Regions from separate parts of the Mus musculus genome. Here region 2 is linked to region 1. The links are chromatin contacts, called in public HiChIP or PLAC-seq maps. All regions are on one chromosome and are shown on one strand. Each heading gives the region's core, a stretch centred on a gene start, on an enhancer-like site or on the middle of the called end of the contact. The rest is flanking DNA. Distances are from core to core; before and after follow the strand shown.

Region 1 (7,272 bases), core at 2,894-5,393:
TAATTCTGAACATGTACACATAGGTGTGCTTTATTTTTTGTTTTTAGATAGAGAGTGTCATGTAGCTCAGGCTGGCCTCAAACTTTCTATGTAGCAGAGGCTAACTTTGAACTCCTTCTTAATCTCCTTGCCTCTATTTGCCACCATGGCTGACTAGAATTCAAGTTTTTCTACTAAATCCTACAGCTGTTTAATATCTGTAACCTCCTGTCAAACAGACAATCTCAATCGACACCACACATCACTTCTGTGACATTTCAACCCCTCTGGGGAAGCAGCCATTGCTGAAGTTCTTCATTCCAGCCACTGAGATCTGATACTTTCAAAGAGCATCCCTTAAAAATGTCACAATGATAATAAAAAATTTTATAAAATTTTGTAAAAGTTTCTCCTCAGCACACCCACAAACTGAAGGCAGACTGGTCAGAGTGGGAAGAGCACATTCTGAGTAACAATAGTCTACTTTGATTTTGTTTATTTGTTTTGTTGTTGTTGTTGTTGTTGTTGTTTCTTTGTGCAACCCTAGCTATCCTGGAACTTGCCCTAGACAAGGCTGGCCTCAAACTCAGAGATGCTCCTGCCTCTGCCTCTCAAGTGCACTGCCACCACCTGATTTGATCTCTTATAACACATAAACTCACTGTGGGATCAATCACTGTCACTGGACTGGACTTGCCTGCGACAGTGTTTCCAGAGACTTAGCTGAGGATGAAAATATCCACTGCCCATTGTGGGCAGCACCACTTCAAGGACTGAGGTCTCCGACTAGATAATAAAAGGGGGGAAGTGTACGCAAGCCGAGCTTCTCACACTCACATCCCTCTCTCTCTGCCTCCTGACTCATTACCTCACTGTGCTGCGGCCATGCCCTCCCCTCCATGATGGAGTGAATCTCCTCAGACCAAGTACCTGCCCCCTCCTAGAGTTGCTTTCTGCCAGGTGCTCTGTCACAGCAAAAGGAAATGTAGCCAGGCCAGTATGGAAGGGTACCGGGAGAGAGGCTGCTGCTGACTACCTGATAGCTTGGCTTTCGGGGCCTTTGGAACTGGGTTATGGTAGGATGTAGAAGAGTTTGGAGCTTTGGATGAAAGAAACTCTACAATGCTAAAATAACTTAATGGGCTGTTCTGATGGGAGTGTGGAAACCATAAGAAGCATGGACAGTGGGGATGATGCTCACAAAATGGACCCCATCAGGACCAGGGTATGTATGGTGTGGTTTCTGCTCACTGCTCTCAGTCAGGTTCGCAGAGCAGAAAGTCTGAGGAACAGCCTCGTCAGATTTACAGTTGGAAGCAAGAAGAGTTCAGTGAAAGCAGCTTGAAGTATTGAAGAGATTAGCACCATTAAAGAGAAACCGTGTGGCTGAAATGAGAGGTGAGGGGTGTGGGGGTGGGGGTGGGGGGTGGGGGGTGGGGGAGGGAGTATAACATCAGGTGGGCTGGACTCTCCACGGGAATAAGCTCAGGGCCAGCACTTGCTCTACTTTCTGACAGTGGATACAATGTAACTGATGCATCCTGATCCTGCAGCCACGCCTTCCTGTCCAGATCAACTGTATCCCTTCAAACTGTGAGCTAAAATAAACCTGCCTCTCTTCAATCTCTCTTCTCAGATATCTCATCACAACAGCCAAAAAGTACTAGTTTATCACGTACTTGCTTTTGTCAGCAGTTAAACCCCTTCTGTCTGGACCATTTACAGTCTACGTTCTCTTACATCGCACATCATCCCTTTCAGGTCATTCCCTGTTGGTGAAATGTCTGTGAGCTGTAAAGCTCAACTTAGAAATTAAATGTAGCTGTTATGCCCTTTTGCCTGAAACAGTGCTAGAGGCAAGGCTGCTCACTAGTGGGTGACAGCCAGCGCTTTCCAGTTAAGACTTCTAGCACCTGCTGCAGGTGATGAGGGTCCAACTTTACTCTCTTTAGTAAGGAAAGCTCTTCTCCCTGGTAGCTTCAAGTTTCCCCCTTCAAGTTTATTCTAAAGTTCTGAAGTTTCTTTTCCACATCCATTTGTCTCTATCTCAGCCGGGAGTGCTCGCTCAGCCACTTCCCTACACTTCAATTCCTATGCCAGAATGTTCATTACTATGTTTGATTGTCTACATTTCTTTGACTTGCTTTTTGTTTGGTATAGGAGACATTTTTAAGATTTATTTTTTATTATATCTAAGTATACTGTAGCTGTCTTCAGACGTACCAGAAGAGGGCATCAGCTCTCATTATGGATGGTTGTAAGCCACCATGTGGTTGCTGGGATTTGAACTCAGGATCTTTGGAAGAGTAGTCAGTGCTCTTAACCGCTGAGCCATCTCACCAGGCCCATTTATTTTAATCTAGATTTTTTATTAAAGATGTATTTCTGTATATGAGTGCTCTATTTGCATGTATGCCTGCATGACAGAAGAGGGCATCAGATACCATTATAGATGGCAGTAAGCCAACATGTGATTGCTGGAATTAAACTCAGGACCTCTGGAAGAGCAGCCAATACTCTAAACTGCTGAGCCATCTCTCCAACCCAGAGACAGTCTTTTCTTTTTTTTTTTTAAGATTTATTATATGTAAGGACACTGTAGCTGTCTTCAGACACACCAGAAGAGGGTATCAGATCTCATTATGGATAGTTGTGAGTCACCATGTGGTTGCTGGGATTTGAACTCGGGACCTTTAGCAGTCAGTGCTCTTAACCGCTGAGCCACCTCACCAGCCCCCAGAGACAGTCTTAATATATTCACCAATAGTCACAAAGAACCACGCTTTTTGTTGCTGAGGAAATGTACCGGTGGTTAAAAGCAATCACTCGGCACTGCTCTTGCTGAAGACCAGAGTTCAGTGTCCAGCACCTCCAGCATGCAGCTCACACCACCTGCAACTCTGGCTCCAGGGAGCCATGGCACAGCCACTCTCTGCAGGCTCCTGCATTGGCACATACATACATATTCTCTGTAGGGACCTGTACATGTACATACACACACACACACACACACACACAGCCTCTGTAGGCACCTGTAACCATACACACAGACACAAGAGCACAAGTAATACAGATAAGTCTTTTCAGATAATGCTTTTAAGTGTCAGCTGATATTGCAAGAGTTCTGTTGAAAGTTGCTAAAGAATTCTAAACTGACAAAGCTAATTAACTGGAGGACTACGGAATAAAATGTAGCACACATAACAAGCACATACTTGATAAACATTTCCTAACCATCTGGGTCTGAATCCCGGCTCTGGCTATTTGTCTGCTGTGCAATCTTAGGAAAATTACTAAATCTCTCTGTACCAGTTTCTTTTCTATAGACAAACAACTGTGGAGTTAAAACACAGTAAAGATGGAAAGTGTTTGCTACCTGGTAGTAAATTAGGTACTCACTAAATATTAGTTATTAAGCGCTCACTAAATATTAGTTATTGCTACTACTGTTAGGGTTAACTATTCATTCCACGTTCCCAAGCTTCCACAAAGGAAAAAAAAATTCCCAGACCCCATCTTGAAAGACCCTCTCAAATCCCTCTGGGCTGTAGCTTTCTCCTCCTCAGCAGCTCTAGGTGGCTTATCCATGAGCTCTGAAGGCTGGGCATGCGTGGCTCAGCTCCTCCCAGATGCTACATCATGAGGAACTGTCTATGCCAACACACAACACTGCTTGGCTTGGAGGACTAGGCTTTGTCTATAATGGGACGACTTCATTTCCATTTGCTCTGTTATTTTGGAGGGAAGAGGATCAGGTCAAGAGGAAATGCACACAAGCCTTTTTAGTCATGGCGAGCTTTTAGTCAAAGTTAAACAATGTTTGCCAGTCAGTTTTATCTGTTCTCAAGCCACCTTCTGAACTCCATTTTCCTGTCACCCATCTTGTCTGAACTTGTTCAAAACTTGTTCAAAACTTTCTACTTGTTCACAAGTAGACAGAGAAGCCGGGTACTGGTGCTTACACCAACGGTCACCAACTGTGAGTCTCTAGCCGTGGGGTTCTTGGGGTTTTAACTACAATGGCGGGCAGACATTGGCTCTGAATGCTACCATTGCCTCTGACTGCAAGACTCTACCAGATGTAGAGTCAGGGACCGGCTGCAGAGTGAGTCACCCTCCCTCCCACACCAGGACAGCCAGCCTTGGCAATGGCAAACAGCCCAGCAATGGCAGCCTCACAAGTCTCTGACTTAATCCCAAATGTTTTTACTAAGTAAATACCATGTCCCAAGCATTGTGGCAGGGAGTTTGGGGAGGGTGGGTGAGGGAAGGTCAGCATTGCTCATGTCAGTCTGACCCCACAAAGCCTACAGAGGGAAGAAGGGCAGGCCACTGGACAGAGCAGTGCATCTGGCAGAGGAGATCTGGAAGATGTTCAAGGACTCCAGGAACTCAGAAGATGAAGCTGGGACACAAAGGGAAGACTTCCGGAGTTGGATGTTCTAAAGACACCACCTAGCATAAATCCACTTGCTAAAGTACACAACGCAATTTTTCTGTTCTTGGTTTACTTGACCACTGCATCTCCTTAAAAAACAAAGCAACAGGACCAGCCAAGCCCACAGTTTACCGAGATGGGAGAGAAGAAAGCAGAGACGCTGGGCCCCAGACCCAGCAGCACGTGCTCTACTGCTTCTTGGTCACACCACTGCCTGCTTCTTCTCCAGCCTGGGCTACTCAGTCCTTCTCTACTGAACAGCATGTTGCCAGCCTGTGTCTCACATGACTTCAGAGGCTTTGTCATCGCCCCATGTTTATAGTTCATTTCTCTCCAGGTTCAGGAATTCAGATGGCTACTTGTCGTCAACACAGGGGTTTAAAGACACTGCACATGCCTGTGGCCATCTTACCTCAGGATCTGTGCTCTTCCTCCCTGCCCACCCCGCCTTGTCGCTAAGCTTCCTGTGGCTATCATCTTTCATCTATCCAGTTACTTTAAACCAGAAATCCAAAATCACCCTTGACATCTCTTTTTTCCTTTTATCTCAAATGCAAACCACAACAAATCCTAGTGATTTTCTCTCCTAAAACCCCAACTCTGTCGCCTTCCTAGCTGGGTGTGTGGCTCAGTGGTAAAGAGCTTGCCTAGCACGTGCCTGGGCCTGGATGTCATCTGTCTTCCCTACCCTGCTATGGTCCATGCCAAACTGTCATCTCTTGTCCATGGCACTGCAAGGTCCTTCTCACTGTCTCTCCACAGTCACTCTTGCTCTTTAAAATAAGCCAGAGCTAAACTATTACATAAATCTGGTTAGAGCACACGCCTCTGTCCTGTGGATAAAATCTCGAAACTCCCCATGGGCTGGCCTGGGGCTACTCTCACCTCCCTTCTGTCCCTCAGACTCACCTTGTGCCCTTTCTACTCTGTGGCCTTTCAAGCTCAGCCTCCTCCCCTGGAAAGCTCTCTCCATTCAGCGCCCACACCTTTCACATACTGTCTTCTATTCAGAACCTGGATTACAACGTTAGCAACCAAATCCCTCCTCTGGGGACCAGGACAGGCCATCCTCCTGTCTTAGCCAAACAGCTGGAAGGGAGGGGTGTGTCTGCCCCCAGCCCTCCTTCACCACTGTGCTCAGCACTGAACACAGGAGCCAACCCTGGGCAGGCACTCAGGAATGACAGACAGGGCATCCGAGTGTGACATCCTCACAGCAGAGATTATGAGCAACAATTTCTGAGCAAAAGCAATGTGAAGAGTTTACAAAAGGCTGGGGGAGGACTGTTTTGGTTTGGTTGGTTGGTTGGTTTGGTTTTTGGTAAAAGTTGTCAGAGTGGGGGAAGCAGCCTTGGGCACATAACTAACATCTCAGCTCAGCCGCTCTCTAGACCCTATGGAGTGCATCCTCCCAGTCAGTTCCTGCCTGTACTGTGAGATGGAGAACAAAGCCACCACCACAGTGGTTTGTGGTGAGTGTAAACAGGAGGCAGATGCTGAGTCCCCGCCACAAGGATGCTGCTCACAGAAGCTCCCGGCTAAGAACAAACGGGGCTCTGCCTCGCCTTCCTCTCATCACCTTTAGATGCAGAGACAGCAATGGCTACGAAACAGCTTCAGTTTCAGTTCCTTTCTTTCTCTCTTTTGAGGCTGGATCTCACTGTATACATCAGGCTGATCTGGAACTCTCTATGTAGACCAGGCTAGCCTCAAACTCACAAGGATACACCTGCCTCTGCTTCCCACTTGCTGGGATTAATAGCATATGCGACTATGTCCAGCACAATTTGGGTTTCTTAGGCTTACTGAGAATGATAAACACAACTGAACATTTCCATTAAACTCTTCCATTTAGACAAAAGTCACCTTGCCTATTTTGGGGGGAGGGCAGGACTGAAGATTGAACCTGGGCTTCCAGCACGGTGGTAAAGCCCCACTGCTGAGCAACACACCCAGCCTCTTTTCATTCTGAGACAGGGCCTAACTCAGCTTCCTAGGCTGGCCTTGAACTCACTCTGAACCTGGGCAGTATCTGACCTTTAGTCCTCCTGCTACACACAGCCTTCTAAGTGGCTAGGACTGCAAGCCTATGCCACCATGCCCAGCTCACCACTCTCTTAATCCCCCAGGAATTATGCAGAAACCAGCTAGCTCAGGTTTCCCTTTGAGAAAACATGATCAGGATTTAGTACCGACTTCTCAGCGTGCTTGTGTGTCCTGCGAAACTCGTTCTCACTGCGGAAGGCATTCCTCCACACCACCCCGAAGAGCAGACTCAAAGGGACACTTACAACACGATTCTGACTGCTCAGCTCTTCTCGGGAGTCCAGCTTCCCGGGTGCACAGGCCCTGTACTAACCAAAACTCAGAGCACTCGGAGACCCCTCTTACCTTGTGTTCACAGGGAGCACCGTAGTAGCCATCATTCAGCCCAAAAATGATTTCATTCTGGTTGCGGGCATGGATCTAAGGAAGGAGGAAAACATACTATTAGTTGATCTTATTCCAGATGTCAGAGCATAACAGCTGAAATTTCCATGCCAACGAACAGGCCGGCTCCACCTAAACAAAAGGGGCAGCAAAGAAATCAGGTCTCAAAGGCCAGTGAGTGACAGAGAGGACAGTCCATCCAGCTTTAGTCAAAAGCCTCACAAACACCACGTGAGGCTATTGGAGCCATTAGTGATTGTCACCAACATTGTTAACTTGTGATGGAACAGTTATGCCTGAAGGACAGCAGCAAACCACTAAAAAAATTAAAAATAAAAAAACTCTACAAATGCTTTAAAATTATGACATCAGATTAGCTTCTACTTTCTGGTCTTTTTGGGATCAACTGCCCTGTGCTGACCCAA
Region 2 (6,907 bases), core at 769-3,268, 360 kb after region 1:
AGATCTTTTCACAGTAGCTCCAGGGCCAATCCCCTGCCTTCCTTGGGCTTCAGTTTCCTAAGCTGTACAGTAGGTGAGCCTTCTCTGTGACCTTCTGAGTAGCAGGCTCCCCACAGACTCAGAGCAAGGCTCTGGGAAGGGATAGGGGAGGAAGATGCCCCGTGGAGTGGAGTCTTCCCGATGTCACCTCCCAGCTACAAGCAGGGTCCTGGCAGTGGCTCAGATTCTGCAATACACCAAGTGAGTGCATTCGCTGTCCGAGCCTCTCTCTCCTCACTAACACAAGGAGGTTGAGTGAGAGTGAGTGAGCTGTCTTTCTGTAGCTAAGCTGCAGCCTCCAGGACTGGGGAGAAGTTTGCTCCCTCTGCCCTGTCATTCTGTTTATAGCAACACAATCAAGGAAATAGAAATTCAAAGAGAAACCGGGCGTGGTGGCGCACGCCTTTAATCCCAGCACTCGGGAGGCAGAGGCAGGCGGATTTCTGAGTTCGAGGCCAACCTGGTCTACATAGTGAATTCCAGGACAGCCAGGGCTACACAGAGAAACCCTGTCTCGAAAAACCAAAAGAAAAACCAAAAAAAAAAAAAAAAAAGAAATTCAAAGAGATGTGGCCATTTTCTCATCTCTGTGTTAGCTTATACAGCGAATCAATGCAAACTAGGAAGTTTCATTAATGGGAAGCTGCCTATATTCAGCCCATGAGTTCAAGAAGACCACGTGCTGGTTTTTTTGGTTTTTTTTTTTTTTAAATCACATTTTCTCAGCACTTTTTCTGGTTTCAGTGAATGCTCATGTTAGGAAGAGTTTGTTATGTCCTTGCCACAAGCCTCCCTCCCTTCACTCCCTGAAGCCCTATGATGGGCGTTCCACCATCTCCATCCTCCAGGTGAGCAAACTGGAGTGGTACAGATCTCCACCTCTAAGGCTCCACATTTTCACGTTTTGCCATTGAACTTGAGGTGAATGGCACAGTCAAGGGCATCTTGGGCTCTGTAACACCTGTCATTGCCACAAGGTCCTAAGAGCCAGCAAGAGGCAGTGTGGGGATTAGATCTCAGAGTGTGTTCATCCCTCAGGGTTGTGCTGGCCATGCTCCTGAGGGTGGCGGGCACAGGTGTGTGGAACAGCCCTGGGGTGGTTATCCCGGATCCGCTGTTCATGCGCGAATAAAGGTGCAGTGCAGGGGCCCATGGGAAGGAAGTGTAGTGGCCTTCAGAATGGTGACTCTGGCCGATTCTGCTTCTTGCTTTCTGAGTGCCCACCAGAAGTAGGCATGACTGTCAATAAAGGAAACACTGATTGCCGATAGAGGGCGGGAAGGGCCCGTTTGTGGTTCTCCGACTGCAGCTTCCTGAGAGCTGAGACTGTCCTAGATCCTTGGCTGGGCCATGGCTCAGTGGAGGTCTGTCTGACTTCTGTCCTTCTCCCACCAGGTACCTCTACAACCGCATGGGCTACTGGAGCGACTGGTCCGTGCCCATCCTGGTGACCTCGGCTGCTGCTTTCACATACATCGCAGGCCTCCTGGTATGGAGGGGTTGGGGGAGGGTCCCTTGGTGGCTCTGCTCCCAGGAGGAGCAGGCTTGGCGGTCTACAGGGGTATAGGGCTATTGTCCACCCGGACTCCTTCGGTGTTGCTTGGCAGGAGGAGGTCTCATTTTCCTAGTCTCCTTCGGCTGTCCCTCTGAAAGCCCCTCCCTGCCATCCAGGCAGAGGAGCCATTCTGGCTTTCAGCATCTACTACAGACGTCTTCCAGAAACTGCTTGGGCTGCCTACCCACAGTGCCCTCCACACTGAGAGACTCGGGTTGAGCACACTCAGCACTGGCAGCTCCTTGGGGGCAGGGCTCAGATCTGCCTCTGAATCTCCCAACAAGCTGAAGTGTTATGCAGGGCAGTCTTCCTGCAGCCGAACCCAGGGACCTTTCACAGGGGAATTCCCAAAGGAGGAGGCTTGAGGCCTGGAGTAATCTGGAAGGAAGCCAGGCCTGGACAGGGCTGGCCCGGGCATTCCTGGTGCCTGTGGGGAGGGTGTGTTGCCTGCCTAGGGTCACACCAAGGGCAGGAGTGTGGGGCAGGGTGTTTGGAGAGCTGGCAAGCTTTCTAGGCACACGTGGTGGCTTGACTGGCCCCCTGGGCCTCTCTTCAGGTCCTGGCACTATGTCACATCGCTGTGGGGCAGCAGTTGAACCTGCACTGGATACACAAGGTAATGGAAGGCTGCTCTAAGGGGGAGGGGAACAGAGGCCTGGAAGCACAGGGTAGCCTGGGTGGTCCCTCCCCCTGGCTCGCCTCTGTATCTGCTCTGCTATTCCACTGAACTCTTACTGGGCCAGGCACGGCCTGCCCAGTTTGCATTCACTCCCTTAACCCTTACAGCCCTGCAGAGTACGCATGGCCACCATCCTGCGCTGCAGGGGCAAAACCCAGAGGTTAGACAACATGTGTAAGGTCTCACAGGGTGAATGGGAGGCCTAGTGTTCTGCCCTGCGGCCAGGCACTCAACAGCACCCGCTCTGCCTTCGCTCCGCCTTCTCTACTGTATCCCTGAGTTCTGGTGATGGTGTCTGGGATAGCCCAGACTGTCCCAGTCTGGTCCTGATGACTCTCTGCTACCACCATGGGACAGTCACCTCAGCTTCTACTGTGGGAGACATCATTCCTACCCTTGGCATGCCCACCCTTCCTTGGCTTTTACCCCCTTGCTCTGGCCTTCATTTGTTCTCTCTCTTTGAGCCCTTTTCTGTATTTGAACCCTCTCTTTGCAGCCTGTATCCCAAGGCAGGGGTTCTCCTCAGCTCCGGCAGCCTCCCCTCCCAGATACATTTTACAACATTTGTGTTATCAATTCCATCAGGTGCCTGATCCCAACCCACTCTAATTTGGTGACCCTTGAAGACTAAACTGGCACTGGTGGCTTCTTCTGCTGTCCCCAGTGTTCATTCCAGACTAACTGGTCCAAACCTTCTCTCTCCCTCTCTCTCTCTCCCTTTCCCTCTCTCTCTCCCTCTCCCTCTTCCTTTCCCTCCCCTCTGTCTCTCTCTGCCTCTCTCTGTCCCTCTCTGTCTCTGACACACACACATACACACACACACACACAAACACACACACACACCTATGCTGAGTATAGGTTGTTGATACCTGCTATGCTTGATCAGGGTCATAGGCCTGGGCTAGTCCTGGCCAAAATAGAGCCATCCCCTATGAGGAGCTCTGAGGGGTGGAGATGGGAAGGTGGGGGCTCCAGGGGCTGTGGTAGTGGAGTGGGGAGGAGTCATCTCTTTCACCACAGCATGGCTAGAAGTAGGCACACATTCTAAGAAGAGGCAGAAATGTCTGGAAACAAACAGGACCTAGGAGACTGCCCCAGCTAGCAGGGAGACAGAAGGAAGGAGAGGGAGCACAGGCAAACTTGAGTTAGAGCGGAGCGGGAGGGGAGCACCTTGGGAGCCAGGCCTGGGTGACTGAAGTCTTGCTGGGATGAAGAGAGCAGTCCCTGCTGATGACTCCATACTGAGGACTGCTCTGGGACTTCCTCAGCCCACTCTGGGAGGTGCTTTCTTCTCTCAGCTGCATGGCTAACACTTGAAAGAGGATATCTATCAGCTGGCATCTGGGGACCGGGCACACATGCTGTGGTGACCTCCCGGGGCTGTGCCTGGCTCTCAGCAGGTCAGGTCACACATGCTTGATCCTAAGGGAGAAGCTTGCAGTTCTACAGAGCCAGCCAGATCAGAAGGGTCCCCGAGGGGTCCCTCAGGTGCCCTGTGTCCTGCTCCAGGCCCTTTCCCTTCCTTCCACACCATCCTGCGGGATCTCAGAGGCAGCAGGGCCTGCCAGGCAGAGACGATCCCAGCTGGAGCTGTTTCCAGGCTGGCCTGGCTGGCTTGGCTGCCCAGGCTCTGGGTATTAGTACAGGGCCTGGAGATTCTACAGAAGTATTTAAGGAATCCTGGTCCTTTCTGCCTGCTCACTTTATCTTCATCCATTTTTTACGTGACCAAAAATCCAGACATGAGAAATCATACTCTGTGAGGTTTTTTCTGCATACACTCCCTTTCTATTTTAATTACTTGTGTGTGTGTGTGTGTGTGTGTGTGTGTGTTTGTGTGTGTGTGTGTGTCTCTGTGTGTGTGTCTCTGTGTGCGTGTGTGTGTGTGTGTGTGTGTGTGTGTGTGTGTGTCCGCGCATGCGTGCATGAGCACACACCACAGCCCATACATGGAGGTCGAAACATACCTTTTTGAGTCAGTTTCTTTTCTCCCACTGTGTGGGTCCTGGGGATCAAACTCAGATCTCAGGCTTGGCGACAAGCACTTTTACCTGCTAAGCCACCTCATTGCTCTCCCCTTCCCTTTAAATTTATTTTACGAGCACAGGTGTTTTGCCTGCGTTTAAATAAACATAACACATGTATGCAATGCCTCTAGCAGCCAGAAGAGGGCGTAATGTTCTCTGGAACTGGAATTGCAGTTGTGAGGCCCCCTGCAAGGGCAGTGGTGCTCATAACTGCTGAGGGATGCCTCCTGCCCTCTCCCTTTCTTTGTCCACACAGTTCCCTCACCTGTGCCCTCCTTTTTAAAAAGTGCCAGGAGTGCCTTCTTGGACACAGTAAGGCCATGGCCATCGATGCTTGGTGCTTGCTCTGGTCGCCCCCTCATTCCCAAGTCATCTGCCCAGCCCATTAGCATGTGCTAGTTTTCAGTCCTTTGCTGGGGCAGCATAGCTGTGATCCAGGAGAAAAGAACACTGTGTGTCTTCCTTGTTCTCTTCTTTCAGTGTTTTTTTGAGGCAGGGTCTCACTACGTAGCCTCTTAGAACTCACTCTACAGAACAGGCTGGCCTTGAACTCAAAGAGATCCATCTGCCTCTGCCTCCTGAATACTGGGATTAAAGGTGTACATCACTACTCTCAGCTTTTTCTAAGCTCATCATCCTCCTGCCTCAGCCTCCTGAGAGCATGCATTACAGACCTGAGCCACCATGTCCAACGAGAAGGTATGCACAGTCTTGATCTTGACAAATGCCCTTTGGCACACAGCCACACAGCGCCAACACATGCTCCCTAGGCAGTGTGTGGTTGTGCCAGTGGGATCCTCTTGCCCTCGGGTGGGAGCTGAACCCTTGGGAAAGGCCTGCCTGAGAGGTCAGAGGTTCCCCGGAGCACACCCGGGCTGCATGTCCCCTCTGCTCAGTTTTCAGTCACCGGAGGATTGTCTTTGTGTCTTCTGTCCTTTTGCTGTGGGAGCTGCTTATTAATTTGCAGGCGCTCTTTGTAAATTTGGGAGGTTGGCCCTTTGTCTGATGAACGGCGGATACTTCTGCCCAGTCTGTCCTTCATCTTTTGACTTTGTTTATTGCATTTGTGCCACCGGATTTTTTTTTTTAATTCATAAAGACAAAGCTTAAGTCTGGCTGGGTATAGATAGTTATATATACACTCCTTTAACGTCAGCACTCAGGAGGCAGAGGCAGGTGGATCGCCATGTGTTTGAGGCCAGCCTGGTCTACAAAACGAGTTTCAGGACAGCCAAGGATACACAGAGAAACCCTGTCTTGTGGGGAGGGGGGAGGAGACATAAACAACCCTTGAATCTATCATCTCTTCTTGTGGCCCTCGAGTTGGGATCAGACTTAGAGGGGTCCTTCCCACTCCAAGATGATATGGGGATGTTTTAGGATATCATTTGGTAGTTGTATAACAATAAAGTGTTCCTTAATTTCTTGGAAGTTATCTTGGGGCCTGGTACAATCTTCCCAGGCTCGCTGAAGATGCTTCCCGTTGTCCCCAGCTGTCCCCCCTCCGCATCGGAGATGTCTTTATACCTTCGATGCTTCGATCTCTTTCTGAACATGGCTTTCATTTATCCCTTTGGCCTTGTGCCAGGGTCATATTGCTTTGAAGATGTCAGTTTTAAGGGACATTTTAATCCTGGTCTGTGTTTAGACTCCCTGGTTCCGCTGAGTCCCAAGCAGGGGAGGGCCAAAAGGCTTGGGAATGGGCAAGGAGGGCAGCACTGTGGCCTAGGGCTCTGGCCTGCGAGGGGCCTGGGAAGTGGGGAAGTCAAGGCACTTCAGAGAGCTGCTTTGTGACAAACAGAAGGCCCAGCCACCACCAGAGCCATCTCAAAGGCCTCTTCAGAGGGATGCTGTGCTCCGAGCACTCCCTCTGCCCCTGTGCTGTGCCCCTAACTCCCCCACCCCAGGAGGCAGCAGCTGGGCTTCAAGGCTTGTACCCAGGAGGGCTGAAGCCCAGAGAGAAGCCAGACTCTGCCTGACCACAGGAGGTGCTGCTGAGCTGGCCTGAGGCCTGCTGGGCCCCATGGACAGTTCAGCAGCACTGACTGTGAGTTCAGCCTGTTCTCAGGCTGCTGGTGCGCATGACAGTTCTTTCTGGTGCTAGCTTCTGTCTTTCCAGCTGGCACATTTGACCTGCAGCTCACACCTTTACTTCCAGCACTCAGAAGGAAAGGGCAGGTGGATGGCCAGGGCTACACAGAGAAGTCCTGGAGAGAGAGAGAGAGAGAGAGAGAGAGAGAGAGAGAGAGAGAAGCACATTTGAGAACTTCCAGTATGCCGGACACCATGTTTGTCATAACAGCATCAAGCAGCATTTATTGAGTACTTGCTGTATGCGACACGTCCTTTTCTCTCTGTTATCCCTTTCAGTTATAATTGTTCAAAATGGCAGCACTCACATCTAATATTCATTTCCTTTTGGTGGCAGCTTCTGTGCAGAGCACCTTACATGCATGTCCTTATTTATGTGTCAAACCCCTCCCTGAAAGGCACTCATCATCATCCCTCTGTCCCTGCTCAGAGCTGTTCCCTGAAGGAAGGTGCTAGCCTCCTCCAGTGCAACAGGGGTTGACCCAGGTGTAGAGACTCCAGGCATCTGCCAAGAAG

What was found. HiChIP or PLAC-seq counts read pairs in DNA pulled down with a chosen protein or histone mark.
Region 2: a contact with region 1 is called in a FOXA1 HiChIP or PLAC-seq map of pancreatic cancer cells. The contact joins two enhancer-like sites. A contact is called at or near these places in 2 of 39 promoter capture datasets (hippocampal neurons and stem cell-derived epiblast-like cells), 2 of 484 Hi-C or Micro-C datasets (B cells and embryonic stem cells) and 2 of 115 datasets of contacts at active chromatin or transcription factors (embryonic stem cells and pancreatic cancer cells).

The regions. Positions count from the first base shown.
Region 1 is chr7:99,081,293-99,088,564 of GRCm38.p6, forward strand. Uvrag (UV radiation resistance associated gene) reads right to left here. Exons shown (of 15, transcript NM_178635.3): 5 at 6,809-6,883. Among named protein-coding and RNA genes, the nearest start is that of Uvrag, 56 kb to the right of the region's middle. Within about 2 kb of position 4,144, at least 91 of the 459 cell types and tissues checked have an H3K27ac peak or open chromatin away from gene starts, as enhancers often do. A contact at or near this core is called in pancreatic cancer cells, where this site is marked.
Region 2 is chr7:99,439,738-99,446,644 of GRCm38.p6, forward strand. Gdpd5 (glycerophosphodiester phosphodiesterase domain containing 5) reads left to right here. Exons shown (of 18, transcript NM_201352.3): 6 at 1,435-1,528; 7 at 2,151-2,210. Among named protein-coding and RNA genes, the nearest start is that of Klhl35, 23 kb to the right of the region's middle. Within about 2 kb of position 2,019, at least 78 of the 459 cell types and tissues checked have an H3K27ac peak or open chromatin away from gene starts, as enhancers often do. A contact at or near this core is called in pancreatic cancer cells, where this site is marked.